Regions from separate parts of the Ovis aries genome. Here region 1 is linked to region 2. The links are chromatin contacts, called in public Hi-C maps. All regions are on one chromosome and are shown on one strand. Each heading gives the region's core, a stretch centred on a gene start, on an enhancer-like site or on the middle of the called end of the contact. The rest is flanking DNA. Distances are from core to core; before and after follow the strand shown.

Region 1 (6,707 bases), core at 3,066-5,565, 150 kb before region 2:
AAAAATGTTATAGAAGACACACTAAGAATGTGATTCTTGTTGACACATTAGGTATATAAAGCTAGCTGAAAAAGTAGCTTGCTGCAAAGAGGTACATACAGTATGACTGCATTTTTAAAATAAAAATTTAGATTAGGTGTATGCACAGAAAAATCCTAGTAGGACATATGCCAAATGTTATTATCCTCAGATAGGGAAAAAATAGGTTCATTTTTCCTCTGATTTACTGTATAGTATGTATTACTTCCAAAACTACTAGAATATAAGCTCTGGGCAGGGGGTAGCGGGAGTGTGTGGAGACTGCTCGTTCCTTAGAATTCTAAACAAATGGGAGAGAATTTTCTTTGTTAGAAGAGAGCCTAGTAGGAGCTCAGTAAATAAGTGTCAAATACATAAATGAATGAACTAGAAGGAGAGAAATACTTTACAAATAAATGAAATCTCTCTCATAAATATTTATGCCTGTTAATTCAATATCAGAGAAACTGCCTTGACCATGGAGTATGAAGGAACCCCATCCCCTCCCCCACCAGAGATTCCCTCCAAAAGCTGTCTCCCCCCTCCATTCCTCAGGAGCCTTGGAGCAAGCAAGAGATTCCAACCCAGACCCCTGGAAGGCCCCAGGAGGAGCCCACGTGGGCGGTGCCGGCTGCTGAGGAAGGTCTGACACCACACAACACACCGGGCCATACAGGTGGGAGGAGTACACACCCGAGTTGGTCTGTCATCTGAGCATCCCTCAGGGATGAGGTCTGAGTCCCTGAGCCGCGAGTTATCCATATTCCTCACCATCCGTTCAATCAACTCCCCCATTTTCAGCCCAGAAGGAGAGGTTCCATAGGTCATGTTTGTGCCATCCTGAGGCCCAACAGGGAGGGCAGGGGACAGTCCAGGAGAGGGAGAGAGAGTAAACAAAGGAGGGTGATAGAAAGGGAAGGAGAGAGAAAGAAGGGAGGGGATAGACAAAGAAACAGAGGAGAGATAAGTAGAGCATGAATGGAGAAAAGATGGAGAACAGTGATGCAGAAAGAAAACGTTTGTCCATGGGTGCTTCATCTTCCCAAGCTTTCCCATCTACTGGGTGTACTAGGAGAGGAGGGAACAGGAATTCAGCTTGGGCCCCTTCCTCACAAAGAGAGATAACCAAGACTGTTAGAATACACTGACTAACCCCCAGGGAAGGTGCATCTCCTGGCCAGTCTGCCATCCCCTTACCCTTGGCTCTGGTCTCAGTTCATACCACTTTGTTGAGAGGTGGACTGCAGGCTGAGCTTCTCCCAGATTACAACACAAAGCCTGTGTCCCACGTGCGAGATATGATCAAAGTTCAGTGACTGGGAGGCTTTCTTAGGGAACTGGTAGGTTCAGGTCCATAGCCCAGTGTGTGGCCAGCTTACTAGGGGCATGCTGGAACTGAGAAACACCAGCCCTGGAGGCCGGTTCAGTTCAGTTCAGTTCAGTTCAGTCGCTCAGTCATGTCTGACTCTTTGCAACCCCATGAATCGCAGCACACCAGGCCTCCCTGTCCATCACCAACTCCTAGAGTTCACTCAGACTCACGTCCATCGAGTCAGTGCTCCAGTAGCATATTGGGCACCTACTGACCTGGGGAGTTCCTCTTTCAGTATCCTATCATTTTGTCTTTTCATATAGTTCACGGGGTTCTCAAGGCAAGAATACTGAAGTGGTTTGCCATTCCCTTCTCCAGTGGACCACATTGTGTCAGACCTCTCCACCATGCCCGCCCGTCTTGGATGGCCCCACAGGGCATGGCTTAGTTTCATTGAGTTAGACAAGGCTGTAGTCCTAGTGTGATTAGATTGACTAGTTTTCTGTGATTATGGTTTCAGTGTGTCTGCCCTCCTGCAACACCTACCATCTTAAGGTAAGAGAAACCCTGGAGGCCTATTTCCACCTAAATTCTAGGATCTTTATTGAAAACCTCCAGAAACTTCTCCCTTGAGAAATTCCCAGTTTTCAAAGTTGAGAGCTACTTTTCTGCTTCCTAAAACAGAAAGTTCACCCCATCCCAGAGGAAAGCCCTGTGCTGCTGTTCACTGGGTAAGTCTTCCCAGTAGCTGGCAGCACCCTGTCCTGCACCCCACACCCCAGACTTACATCAATGGAGCAGCCCATGAGGGAACCCCTCTCGATGGCTTTCTTCATGATCTTGTACATGTCTCTGGGAGCATCCTTGATTTCAAAAAACTCTGTCACTCCTCCCGTGAAGTCCTCCATGGCCTCTGTAGTGTTCCCGCCTTTCAGGGCTTCATACGAACCATGGAGCCTGAGAGATAGGATGAAGACTAGTCTGGGGTCACAGGGTTCCAGGAAACATGACCCCAGTACCCCTGGCTCCAGGACTTTACTCTTGGGTCCTGTGATGCTGCCTTATCCAAATTCTCCAACAACTCTGTAAGCTTTTGAACAGATACTATGATTCCCTTTCTTCACAATGGAGAGACGGAGCCCCAGAGGCTGTGTGACCAGCTGAGGCCACAGAGAGGAGAAACACTGGGACTGGAACCTGCTATTCCCACTTCCTGATAGTTCTCTTTCCACTATACTCGAAATCTGAAGTAGGGCTCCATTAAAGCCATTAGTAGCTGGAGTGGAACTTCTGAGAGGCAACATGGCTTTTATTCATATATTCTGAGCTCCAGTGTTATGCAGCGGCCTGGATGGGAGGGGAGTTTGGGGGGAATGGATGCATGTATACATATGGCTGAGTCCCTTCACTGTTCACCTGAAACTATCACAACACTGTTAATCAGCTATACCCCAATACAGAATAAAAAGTTATATATATATATACATACAAATATGTATATATAGTGAGCTCATGAGTTTGAGCCAACCAAGGCTCTGGGATTTGAGTTCCAGAGAAATAATACTGGGATCCAGGATCTGTAGTGCCACCAAGAAGGGAGGATTAAAGAGCTCACTATGGAAACTAGAGATTTCCTATCCCCGTCTTACTTAGCATAAGCCTTCTCCAGCAGAGCACTCCAGAACTCATTGCGATGGTTGGATTTGGTGAAAACCAGTTGATTGTTGTAAGTTGGCAGGCAGTCATCAATAACCACGTCCACCCAGTCTCCATAGCGCCAGAACTGCACAGAAGCATCAAGCACAGTGCCATCCTCAGATTACCAGCAGGAAATGCGTCCCTACCCCACATTCCTCTTGTTCACACTATTCTGGGTTTAGAGAGGGTGAATCTTTCTTTAAGCAGACTGTGACCTCTTTGAGGGCAGGAAGTATGTTACAAACCATTATGCTTCTTCCACACAGTCCAGCTCAGTACAGGGGATGGTAGGTACTCCATGTGTATCTGAGGGCTTGAGATTTTCCTTCTGCTCTGTAGGTCTGGGGACAGCCTAGGTATCAGTACTTTTAGTTATCTCAGCTGATCCTCATATGCAGTCAGGGCTGAGAAGCCCTGGTCTAGGAGAAGGTGACGTATAATTTATGTACTTCTTGATGACAAATAAGGTAGGAATTGTTGTTGAAGAAGAAGGATTGACATGGAAATGGAAGGTGACCCAGAATATACTCTGGTTAAACCAGGAACACTGTCCAGTAATCCCAATTCTAGATGATGTTCTTTCTTGAACAAATTGGTTTTAACCCAAGAAAGCCAAAAGTAGTTTAATTTCCTTCTAATGACATTTACTCTCCTATGAACAAGAAGGCAAAAATCTGTGTGGTCTTTGTGTTTCTGATCCTTTTGGTTTCAGACCTTTTAAATACCCAAGGGGAGTGAGCAGCTTGATGGCATAGGGAAAAAACAAGACTTGGGACCCCGCGGCCCTGTCCACATTGGGATAGCAGCAGGAGTCTGATCCTAAACCTGCAGAGAAGACCCTTTCTGAGGCCTTCCATCCTGGGATACAAGATCAACTGATGATCTGGGTCAGTCCAGGACATTGGGAGCCTTCAGGGCTGTTCAGAAGCCTCAGAACACCCATAGATACAAGTGCCCACATAAGAAGCTCATTTCAGTTCTGGGTCAGCATGAGGTTTGGCTCTTTGCTAGGACAATTTGGATCCAGAAAGTTTCCAGTGTCTGAACTTATTCTGAAACCAAAAGACTCATTGCTGGGCCAAGCCAGAAGCCTGGTCCCCAGATTAACCAGACTTTTCTTCCAGAGCCCGGAATGGGTGAATGATAGTGTGGGTATAGACTTGTGTGGGCATTTCTTTTGCAGCCTCAAGGGCCCTCTGGATTCCTAGTGCCAGTGTCTTAGGGATTTACTTGAGAAGGGCTTCTGGTTATCACACAGAAGCCTGACAGCTGGAAGGGTAAAAATAGACCAACAGGCCAGCAAACAGGATATCCTCTAACATTTCTGGGGCCTAACGGAAGGTGTAGGGGGTTGAGGGTAGGAAGAAATAAACAACTACTTCCTCACAGGCTTGAGGCCTGAAGGGGGTCACTGCCCACAGCCATAGCTGGCTGGGTGGGTGGGAATCTTTCCTGGAGCCACTGGGAAGTCAAGCCCAGGATACTTGGTAGGTGGACGGCCCACTGGCCCTCTTAACTACAGTCCCTTGACCTCACCTGGAAGTGAAAAATCCCCGCGTAGTTTTCGGTGAAACTCTGATCATGGGGTATGACCCGGAAAAGCAGACGCTCGTTCAAGGTCAGGCAAGCGATGGCTGCAAGAAACCAGCAGTCCCCTGCAGGCAAACACGTGGCACAGGTCACAGGAGGGCCCACACCTCCAGGGAAGAAGGAGACCCCATCCCCATCAGCTGCTCTGCTTTCTGGAGAAGGGCGTACACTTGACTCTCACTGTCCTGCTTCCAGATCTGACCTTACGGAGGTATCAGCCAAGGAAAGGAGTGTGACCGCAGTCCCTGGACTATGCCATCAACAGGGTAACTTACTCCCTCGTGACTGCTTTCCTGAAGGCTATAGGCAATTCCTCTGGCTGCAGTATAAGCTCAGACCTCTATCTGGACCTCAGTGGAAACTGAGCAGTGGGGGTCATAATTGGGTCATTCTTTCTAACACCTGTAAGGAAGCTGCCTGCCCTGCACCTTTGCAATGTGACTGCAGGATCTGAGCATCTGAGAGCCATCAGACCAGCCCATTAGTACTGTAAGGAAAGCTGGTTAGTATTTGGAGGTGGCACTTTGCCCTGTTAGTGTGTGCATGTGTGTGTGTGAATGCCCAAGTGGCAGGCCAGGAACACTAACAGAACACAGGCTAGATTATGCAAGGCCTTTGTTGTGCTGTGTGGGATGTCAAGGCATTTCTGAGTCTGCAGAGGGGAGGCTGAGAGCCTCCACAGGCCTCCTCCCACCACCACTACCACCCTCCCCACTTCCCACCTCCCAAGCAGCCAGCCTTTCTGAAACAGCATGTCGGTTGGAAGGCCCAGGTTATTAGCTGGGCAGGGCTCTGCAGGCAGCCTTCCTTCAAGTGCAGGAAGTCAGATATTCAAACCCTCTTCAGCCTCTCCTTCCAGGACCAAATTAGCTAAATTCCTTTCATCTGGCCTTGAGCAGTTTGGCCTTGAGTGCCCCTTTTCCCTCAAGTTCTAAATTGTGTCTGTTGATATTTGTTTCCTCCAACGTTACTTCACAGCACTTTTCTGCAGTTCACACTAAAGACAATACCTTCCAAATAAGAGGCTGAGATAAAGGAAGCAGCCAAGCTAATTAACCAGACAAAATTGGATGCTCATCCACATGGCAGGCGTTGCCTTTGTTGAAAAGCTTGTTTAAAACGGAGCTATTCTGGGGCAGTTTAAACAAGAGTTCGAGTTATGAAAGCACTTTTTGTGAGCATATCGATTCTGCATGCCCAAGGGACATGCATGGCACACAATTTCAGAGCTGCTTTCTAAGAAGGGTTGTTGTTGTTTAGTCTCTAAGTCATGTCTGACTCCTCGTGACTCCATGGACTTAGCCTGCCAGGCTCCTCTGGAGCCTGGACACTGGAGTGGGGACCCCACTGCTCCACTGTGGGGACTCCTGGAGAAGGGATTTCCTTCTCCAGGGAGTCTTTCTGACCCAGGGATCAAACTCCTGTCTCCTGCACTAGCAGGCTAATTCTTAACCACTGAGTCACCAGGGAAGCCCTTTAAGGAAGGTGGGTCCTGCTAGAAACAGGGCTTTTGTCTTGCTGAGTGGGGTGTGTGAGTGTCCTGGAGACTCTGGAGAGGAGGCGACCTCCTGTTGTGACACAACGTAAAGAGCTGGTGAGAAAGGTAGGAGGGACAGAAATTAAATGAAGTAATCACCAACACAGAGCTGAATGAGTTTAAATAATGTTATCAAAACTACCTCCCCCAAATTCATTACAAGCAAAACCAGATTACTGTCCCTTTACTTACTATAAAAGGATCATACCTCTTAGTCACACCTTGATTGTTTGGCTAAATAGGACCAGAGGAACTTTCCTACCTAGATCTCCTTGGCAGATGTCAGTTCTATTGGCTCCACCAATGATAAATCGGGGATTCTCACAAATTTCCTGTGAAGCAAAAAGGAAATAATAATAGTAGCTATTATTTACTGAGGTTCATATGCAGTACTGGCATCCCATATCAGGAGTTTTACACACACCACTCACTTAAACCTCAGAAACGCCCATGAACTGGATACTATCATTCTTATTTTTCGGATGAGAACACCAAGACTCAGAGAGGTTAAGAATTTGCCCAAGGACACACAGCTAGCAGGCAGGAGAAGCC
Region 2 (7,164 bases), core at 1,459-3,958:
TTTTTTATTTGCAGCATTGGTGCCCCTTTCCCTCCCACACCCTGACATGGATGTTTATGCAACTTGTGTATGTTGTTCCTAAACCTTCTATAATGTTTAAATTGTTTAATCTGTCAAACTAAAAAATTTAACATCCTCTGAAGAACTGTGACATCACGCCATAATATGTAATATCCAGGAGCAACTGCCTGTAATTTTTATTTATTTAGGGAATTACATAGGTGATGGGTGAAATTGTTAATTATCGTTGCATTTCCTGGGAAGACAAGGTTAAATCTTGCAGAGGTAGTTTAGAGGAAAAAAAAAAAAAGTCCTGCATTAAGGAGCCACAGTTCTATCAGTGATTAAAAGAGCAACAACAAACAACAGAGGGAGAGAGAGACTGTTACAGTGTGATTTTAGATCATTTGAAGAAGCAAAATCAAGTGCAATTTTGTTTACAAATGGTGTATATTAAAGATTTTTCTATTTCAGATGTACTTTAGAGAGAAATATTAGCCTAACTCTTTTGACATCTGCTATGGTGACACATCCCATTGCTGGCAATGTGGTGCACACTCCAGAACTTTTAACTACTGTTTTGTAAGCCTTCAAGGGCAGCAGTGTGGAGTCCTGGGCAGTGCTTTGTTTGCCTCCATGCCTTTCACTGGGTGTTGCATAGATACAGAAAGGCACTCCATCATAAGTGCATGTGAGTGAGCACCCTGCTAAAGGGATTATAATGCTTCAGAAGCAGGAGCTAATATAAAGGAAACAGGTCCTTCTTTGGTAAACAGTTTTTTCTGCATGAAATAATGTGGAGGCCCTGGACTGCTGCTCATTTTTTAGGATTGTACTTGTATCTGGTGTTGGCTTAGGGATGGTTTATAAGAAACATCACAAGGTGATGGGATTCATTTGAAGCACTATTATTTGTTCGAATGAGTTTGTCCAATTTTGCCTTCCCAAGATTTTTGTTCTACATAGAAAGTTCATGCCACTTTTTAATATTAAAAAGTTTTAACAAAATTCATGTTTTTGTCACTTTTTTTCCAAGACTTTCTCTGAAGACCCTTTCTCCACACTCTCATTGACTTTTCCTTCCATGGATTTTATTCTGTATTGTCTTATTTTCTGTTAAAATCAGTGACCACATGACTACAGTCTTCACTAAAGTATTTATATAACATTTCTCTAGCTGTTTGGTATGGTGATTAACAACGACAACAACAAAAATCACCTAGATAGTATTTCTTAAGAAACAATACGAACTGCCTATTCTCAGGTTAACCCATTTGCAAAGGGCTGGTGTTAACTTTGTGTGCTTCTGTTCTTCCACACCAAAACTCAGCAAGTGAATAGTGGTCATAATGCAGCAGGATAATTGGTCATGTTTTTGAGACTGGTTAGATATTAATTTGAAAGTAGGCAAAAACCCCTATTTTTTTTTTTGAAACACCACATGGTTTGCAGGACCTTAGTTCCCCCACCAACAGTGAAAGTGCCAAGTCCTAAGCACCAGACTGCCTGGAAATTACCAGAAACCTACTGTTACAAGCGGGGGTGTATAGCACAAATTCTATAGCCTGTTAATTCTGTTTTCTCAGGATGTGTTAGTGTGATTGGCTGTAATGTAGCAGTTCTTAGACTAGGTTCAGAAGGAATTTATATTATCACATTGACCTGTAACCAACTTAAGAGTCTACATTGTTTATTTTGGTCTTGAACTGGAACTACAAGGTAGCAGGCCTAGCAGAAGAGCTGGTAATTCTAAATTTTCAAGGTGTTCAGTTTCTATGGGGAAAATTAGCCCCAAGATTTCTTCAGCAATTTTTGTGTTTCTTACTACTTGAAAATACTTCATTTGATTATCAGAAACAGTATTTGATAAAGATGGGACAGCATTCCTCATTTACAGATGAAGAAACTAAAAGTGACCAGGGCTGTAGGTTTTTTGTTTTTGTTTTTTTAATATGGTTATATCACAGACTCGCTCCTTTTTTCTTTTACATTTTGCTTTAAACCAAATGCTTCACTTCATGGTATACTAGCTGTTTTCTTGGAGGTAAACTGCCAGATACAGATCATTCTTGCATTCGTTAAACTTTAAATAAAAGTTCATGGACTCACCTTGGGGGCTTAGTAAAACACAATTGGACCACCACCCACCCCTCCCCGCCTTCAGTGTTTGAATCAGTAGGGCTGGATGAAGTCTGGGACTGCCTTTCTAACAAGTTCCCAGGTGATGCTGACCTAGGGACGATACTTGGAGAAGCCCTGGCCTCGATAAGCCCCTAAAATAAAAGGGAAAGTTACTGCGAATTAGTTGGGTTTATAATGGTAATACTAAAACTACCACTGATTGAGTGCTTAGGATGTCAGCTGTTGCAAACAGCTCACAAGGTTAGGTACACAACACTACCATCACTTTGCAGATACAGAACTAAGGCTTCTAGAGATTGTTTCTTAAACGCCACAGCTCCTGAGCTCATTTCCTAAATGACAGGTCTCCATCCCAAGTCTAACGCCAAAGCCTGAATTCTTCATGCTCTGATGCCCAAAACAGTTCAAAGATTAAGATCCCTTTTCCACTTGTTAAACCCATGATCACTCGGGCTCCACGATGGTTCAGCGAAAAACGCGAACCCAGGTACCAGATCACCCCTGGAGATTGCGCTAGGAACCGGGGCGGAAGGGGCGGAACTTCAGCTGCGGAAGGGGCGGGCTTAACTCTGCAGGAAGTCCGGTGTTGTTGATGGCTCTATTGCCCAAGGGCCAGTAGCCGAGGTCCCCACTCTTCCCTGGTCCTGATTCCGGCCCCACACCCGACCCGGCACAATCCGGTTGAGGCTGTGGCGGCGACTGCGCCTGCCGTCATGCACGACGCCTTCGAGCCAGTGCCGATCCTAGAAAAGCTGCCTCTGCAGATCGACTGTCTGGCTGCCTGGGGTGAGACGAGGGGCCAGGTGGGGTCAGCGCGGGAGCGGCTGAGACCTTTCACGAGGCTAGGAAAGTGGCCGGCCTCTGGCTGTGTGGACTCTGGTCGGGCGTCCTCCAAGAGGGGCCTAGGATGAGGGGAGCCAGAGCTCTGTTGACAGCGAGGGCGGTGGAGCTGTTTGGGCGATTTCCGGGGATACAGGCATTTTAGGGATGTTCACCTGCCCTTGCTCTCGGTAGGGAGTTGGGGGTGGAACTTTCCTTATTAACTACTCTGTTTTGGCTCATTTCTGTTCCCAATAAGTCTTTAGTTTGGGTAACAAAGTTCCACAGAAGTTCTCAGACGGCTAGGGGCTTGAACATGTCCAGACTGTGTTGTTTTCCAGGTGAAAGACAACACTGTTTTGCTTTTTGTTTGCTTGTTATGCATTGAACAAGTTAGCAGCTATGTCTTTTCCCCCTTAATCGTCACTCATCACTTACTTCTAATTACTGTAGCTAACTTGTTACTCTCCACTTTTAATCTAGCCAAGTGGTTGATTGTCTCATAGTCAAAATGCCCAAGTTACCTAACTCCTATAAGTAGAAGAGGGTCATTTCAGGCTTTCAGGAAACCTAACCCATAAAACATTGCATGATCCACTTGGGATTGTCCAGTACAGAAAGCAAGATCAGGTGTCTCTGTTCTAGAATACAAATGATTTCTGAAATAAACCTTGACTCCTGTGAACATTATGCTCCTATCCACGAGTGTTTGTGTGTCTGATAACCAAAGACCAAACAGAAGTACTTTCAGTCTTTCCTGTTAATGTCCAGGTCGTAGAAATCAAGGTGGCTCAGAACCTTAATCAGATCTTATACTGAGCTGAGTATCATGATGGGCCTGGTGGAGTCTTGGTGGTGGCTGGCATTCTGTTCATTGTCGTGGACAGTGCCACTCAGTCAGAGTTCTTCACATCCTTTTCAGTAAGGTGCCTTCACTACATATCTCTCTAATGTGTGCACCCCCCACCCTCCCCCAGCTGCCAAGGACCTCTTTTTTAAGTTTTATTTAGTTGAAATATGGTTGATTTACACTGTTATGTTAATTCCCGCTGTATAGCAAATGATTCAGTTTTACATATATTATACATTATTTTTCATCTTCTTTTCCATTGTAGTTGTCACAAGATACTGAATATAGGCCCCTGTGCTATAGAGTAACAGTGTGGTTGTTTAGCTCTGGGACTTTTTAAAGTCACACCTCCACAGCAGTCTGTCCTAGGGTTAAGGAGAGAATCCTACTTCCTCCAGGTATCTCAAGAAAACTCCCACTTTTCTGTCATTAAATGCTCTCAGTAAAAATTTAAAATAAATAGAGGAGAAAAAAAAAAAAAGAAATTGAAAAAATGAAAGACCTGACACTCAGCACAAAGGGGATCACTCCCCTGTTTCTTTGTCAAGTGTGTATTAAGTGGCTGCATGGGCCAGTCTCTGCTAGAAACAGGAACCCAAAGATGAGTAAGAAACAGTGCCTGTGCTCCTGGGACACACAGTGGCAGACAAAGAAATGTGAATAGATTACAATACAAGATAAATGATAACAGAGACTTATGCTGCCTGATATGTGATTATGGAGGGAAGGCTAATCCACTCAGCCTCGGACATATGTTTCTGAAAATGATGGATGCAGCCGCTTGCCACACCCCACTTAGCTTGTCAGAGTCCTTGACCCTGATACCCTGTGGGACTAGTAGTCCACATATTTTAGGTTCTTTCACCAACTGCAGTTTGTTACCATAAAGATTTTCTGTACCTGTGTTTTCCAGAAACAGCTTTTGAAATGGTAGGTAGCTTTTGGCCTGTCTAAACTCCAGCAAAACAGGAGTAACACCTGTTGCCTACGAGATTGCTGTGCTAGGTATTGGGCTATGAGAGGCCATTTACTGCCTTGTGCCTCAAAACTACTTTATTTTCAGGCTTTAGCAGCAGTAAATATTGCTGTTTCTAGTTTTTACCCCTTCTGTCTACATTGTGACCTTAGTTCATCCAGGAACCTCCAGGCTTCTGGAGGGCCAGACAGTATCTGAGCTGGATAATGTCATAGAGCCACCATAATCCCATCTTCTGGGACATGGAAGTGAGGAAGATACTGATGGTGATGATGAGGAGGAGGACTTCTCCCCAAACTCCAGAGTTGTAGAATCCAGCTGCCTCTTCAGCATCTTCATTTGGATATCTGGTTGTATGGCCAAAAGAGTTCCTGATTTCAAGTGTGCCCATCCCCCTGTATCCCATTATCTCTGCAAACAGAAATGGCATTTCTGTTTACCCATTTGGCTAAACCCCAAAGCCTTGGAATTATCCTTGACATCTCTTATTCTCTTATACACCACATCCAATCCATCAGCAAATATCTGTTCCACCTCCTGAAAAATTCTACAACCCAGTCGCTTCCCTCCATCTCTGCTGTTCACTGCTGTTGATGAAGGCACCAGTCTCTGTCATCTGAATGACTATAATAGTCTTCTGACTCATCACCCTGGGTTTGCTATTATGCCATTTGCCATCTTTTATCCACATAGAGGTAGAGAGATCCTTTGAAAATGTCATCTATTTGCATCTCTCCTCTGCTCAAAACCCTCCATAGCTTCACATCACAACTGGAATAAGTTCCAAAGTCCTTAACATGACTGGCAACACCTGTCATGATCAGGCCTCTAGTTATGTTCCTTGTTTTTCCCTATGGTCTTAGCCCTTGCTCCTCTGCTGCTAGTTACATGGTCGTTCTTGTTCCATGAACACACAAAGCATGTAACTATCTCAGGGCCTTTGCACTTGCTGTTTCCTCTGCTTGACAGTCTCTTGTCCTAGATATACAGCTCATTCCTCATTTTGTTTGCTCAAATATCACATAAATCAGCAAGGCCTTTACTGAGCTATTGTGTATAGAAGAAAATGCCACATCCACCAATGTGCTACTCTTTTACTCAGCCTTATCTTCTTACCATAGAAGCCTCTTACTGCTATTTTATATGTTATTATTGTCTCTGTCATTCCATATTAGAGTATAGGTTCCTTCAGAGCAACAAGTTTGTTTTGTACATAGGTTTATTTACTGTGCCTAGAAGAGTTCCTGACTCATAATGGATACTTATTAAATATTTGTTTAATTGACTAATAGTAAGGGCTTTCATTGTTGAGTACTTAGATGTAGTAAGCATTTATGCAATAATAACAACTCCCTTTTCCAGAGGAAGAACCTGAAAATTTAAGTAGTTTTTTCAAGGTAAATCCAGTAAATCATATCTGATTCTAGAGCTTGGTTCTCAAACTTTAATGTATATTCAGAGCCTATAGAAAAATGTAGGGGTGTGTGTGTGTGTCTGTATGTGTGTATACCGAATCATTTTTATTTGTTTTCCAAAGAAACAGTGGAAAAATAAGAATGATTAAAATGGTTACTTACAGCAGAAGGAAGAGAACAAGGTGAAGTGGACAGGATGGACTGACTTCTCATAGTTTTAGCTTTGGAATTAGGTAAATTTCTCATATAATGAAAAAAAATTTTAATGCAAATTTCAGGGCACCTCTGCAGAATCACTGCATCAGAATCTCTGGGAGCTGGGCTCAGGACTGGGCATTTTTAATAAGTCCAAGTGATTCTGACGCAGCGAATCAGGGGCTGCTGCTTTGAGAAACACTGTTCTTTGCCCTGTGACTCAAAGAAGGGAAGTGAGCACTACCCTGTTCATCTCTGTACTCCCTGCCATGTTCAGCAGTGAGGGTTTATCACATGCATTTGGACTGAGCTGCACTGTTGGATGGAGCTTCACTAGGGTAACTGTGAGCTAGAGGGCTCCGCCTTCCTTCCCAGGAGGAATCGTGTCTGTGATCCTGTGGCTCAGGATTAGGCCATTGGGAGTTTTCTAGGGCTGACTCTGCTTTGTTTTTGCCTGTGTTGCCCATTTGTGTAGTGTGTTCCACTTTCTGACGTGCAGTGTTGAGTCCCAGAAGAGACTGTCCACCTACCCCATGCTCTGCCTGCCCTGCACGCTTTTCATGTTCAATGTTTTGCACGCATGGCTATGTTGTCTGGTGACATAGAGCATGCATGGGTTGGTTCTCTGGTCACCTGAGCCTGAGTTGGTCCTCCGGCCGTGGGCTGGTTCTCTGGCCACCTGAACCGCCGTTGACTTCGGTAACCAAATCAGGCCTCGTCAGAGCTCTGTGCCGTTGTTATGTCTGGATGATACAGTCGTTTTCCTT

The links. Hi-C and Micro-C count contacts between places; a contact is called where the count stands out from the background.
Region 1: a Hi-C map of muscle shows a contact between it and region 2, with 2.5 times the contacts expected there. The contact joins the enhancer-like site here to the promoter of VPS39 in region 2. A contact is called at or near these places in 7 of 16 Hi-C or Micro-C datasets (blood, liver, muscle and 3 more).

What each region holds. Positions count from the first base shown.
Region 1 is chr7:35,964,744-35,971,450 of ARS-UI_Ramb_v3.0, reverse strand. It overlaps CAPN3 (calpain 3), which reads right to left. Exons shown (of 24, transcript NM_001009212.1): 2 at 6,418-6,487; 3 at 4,565-4,683; 4 at 2,980-3,113; 5 at 2,119-2,287; 6 at 712-858. Among named protein-coding and RNA genes, the nearest start is that of CAPN3, 31 kb to the right of the region's middle. Within about 2 kb of position 4,315, at least 5 of the 54 cell types and tissues checked have an H3K27ac peak or open chromatin away from gene starts, as enhancers often do. A contact at or near this core is called in liver and muscle, where this site is marked.
Region 2 is chr7:35,809,246-35,816,409 of ARS-UI_Ramb_v3.0, reverse strand. VPS39 (VPS39 subunit of HOPS complex) reads left to right here and starts at 2,708. Exons shown (of 22, transcript XM_060419118.1): 1 at 2,708-2,928. The coding sequence starts at 2,856. TMEM87A (transmembrane protein 87A) reads left to right here. Exons shown (of 20, transcript XM_060419132.1): 20 at 1-1,008.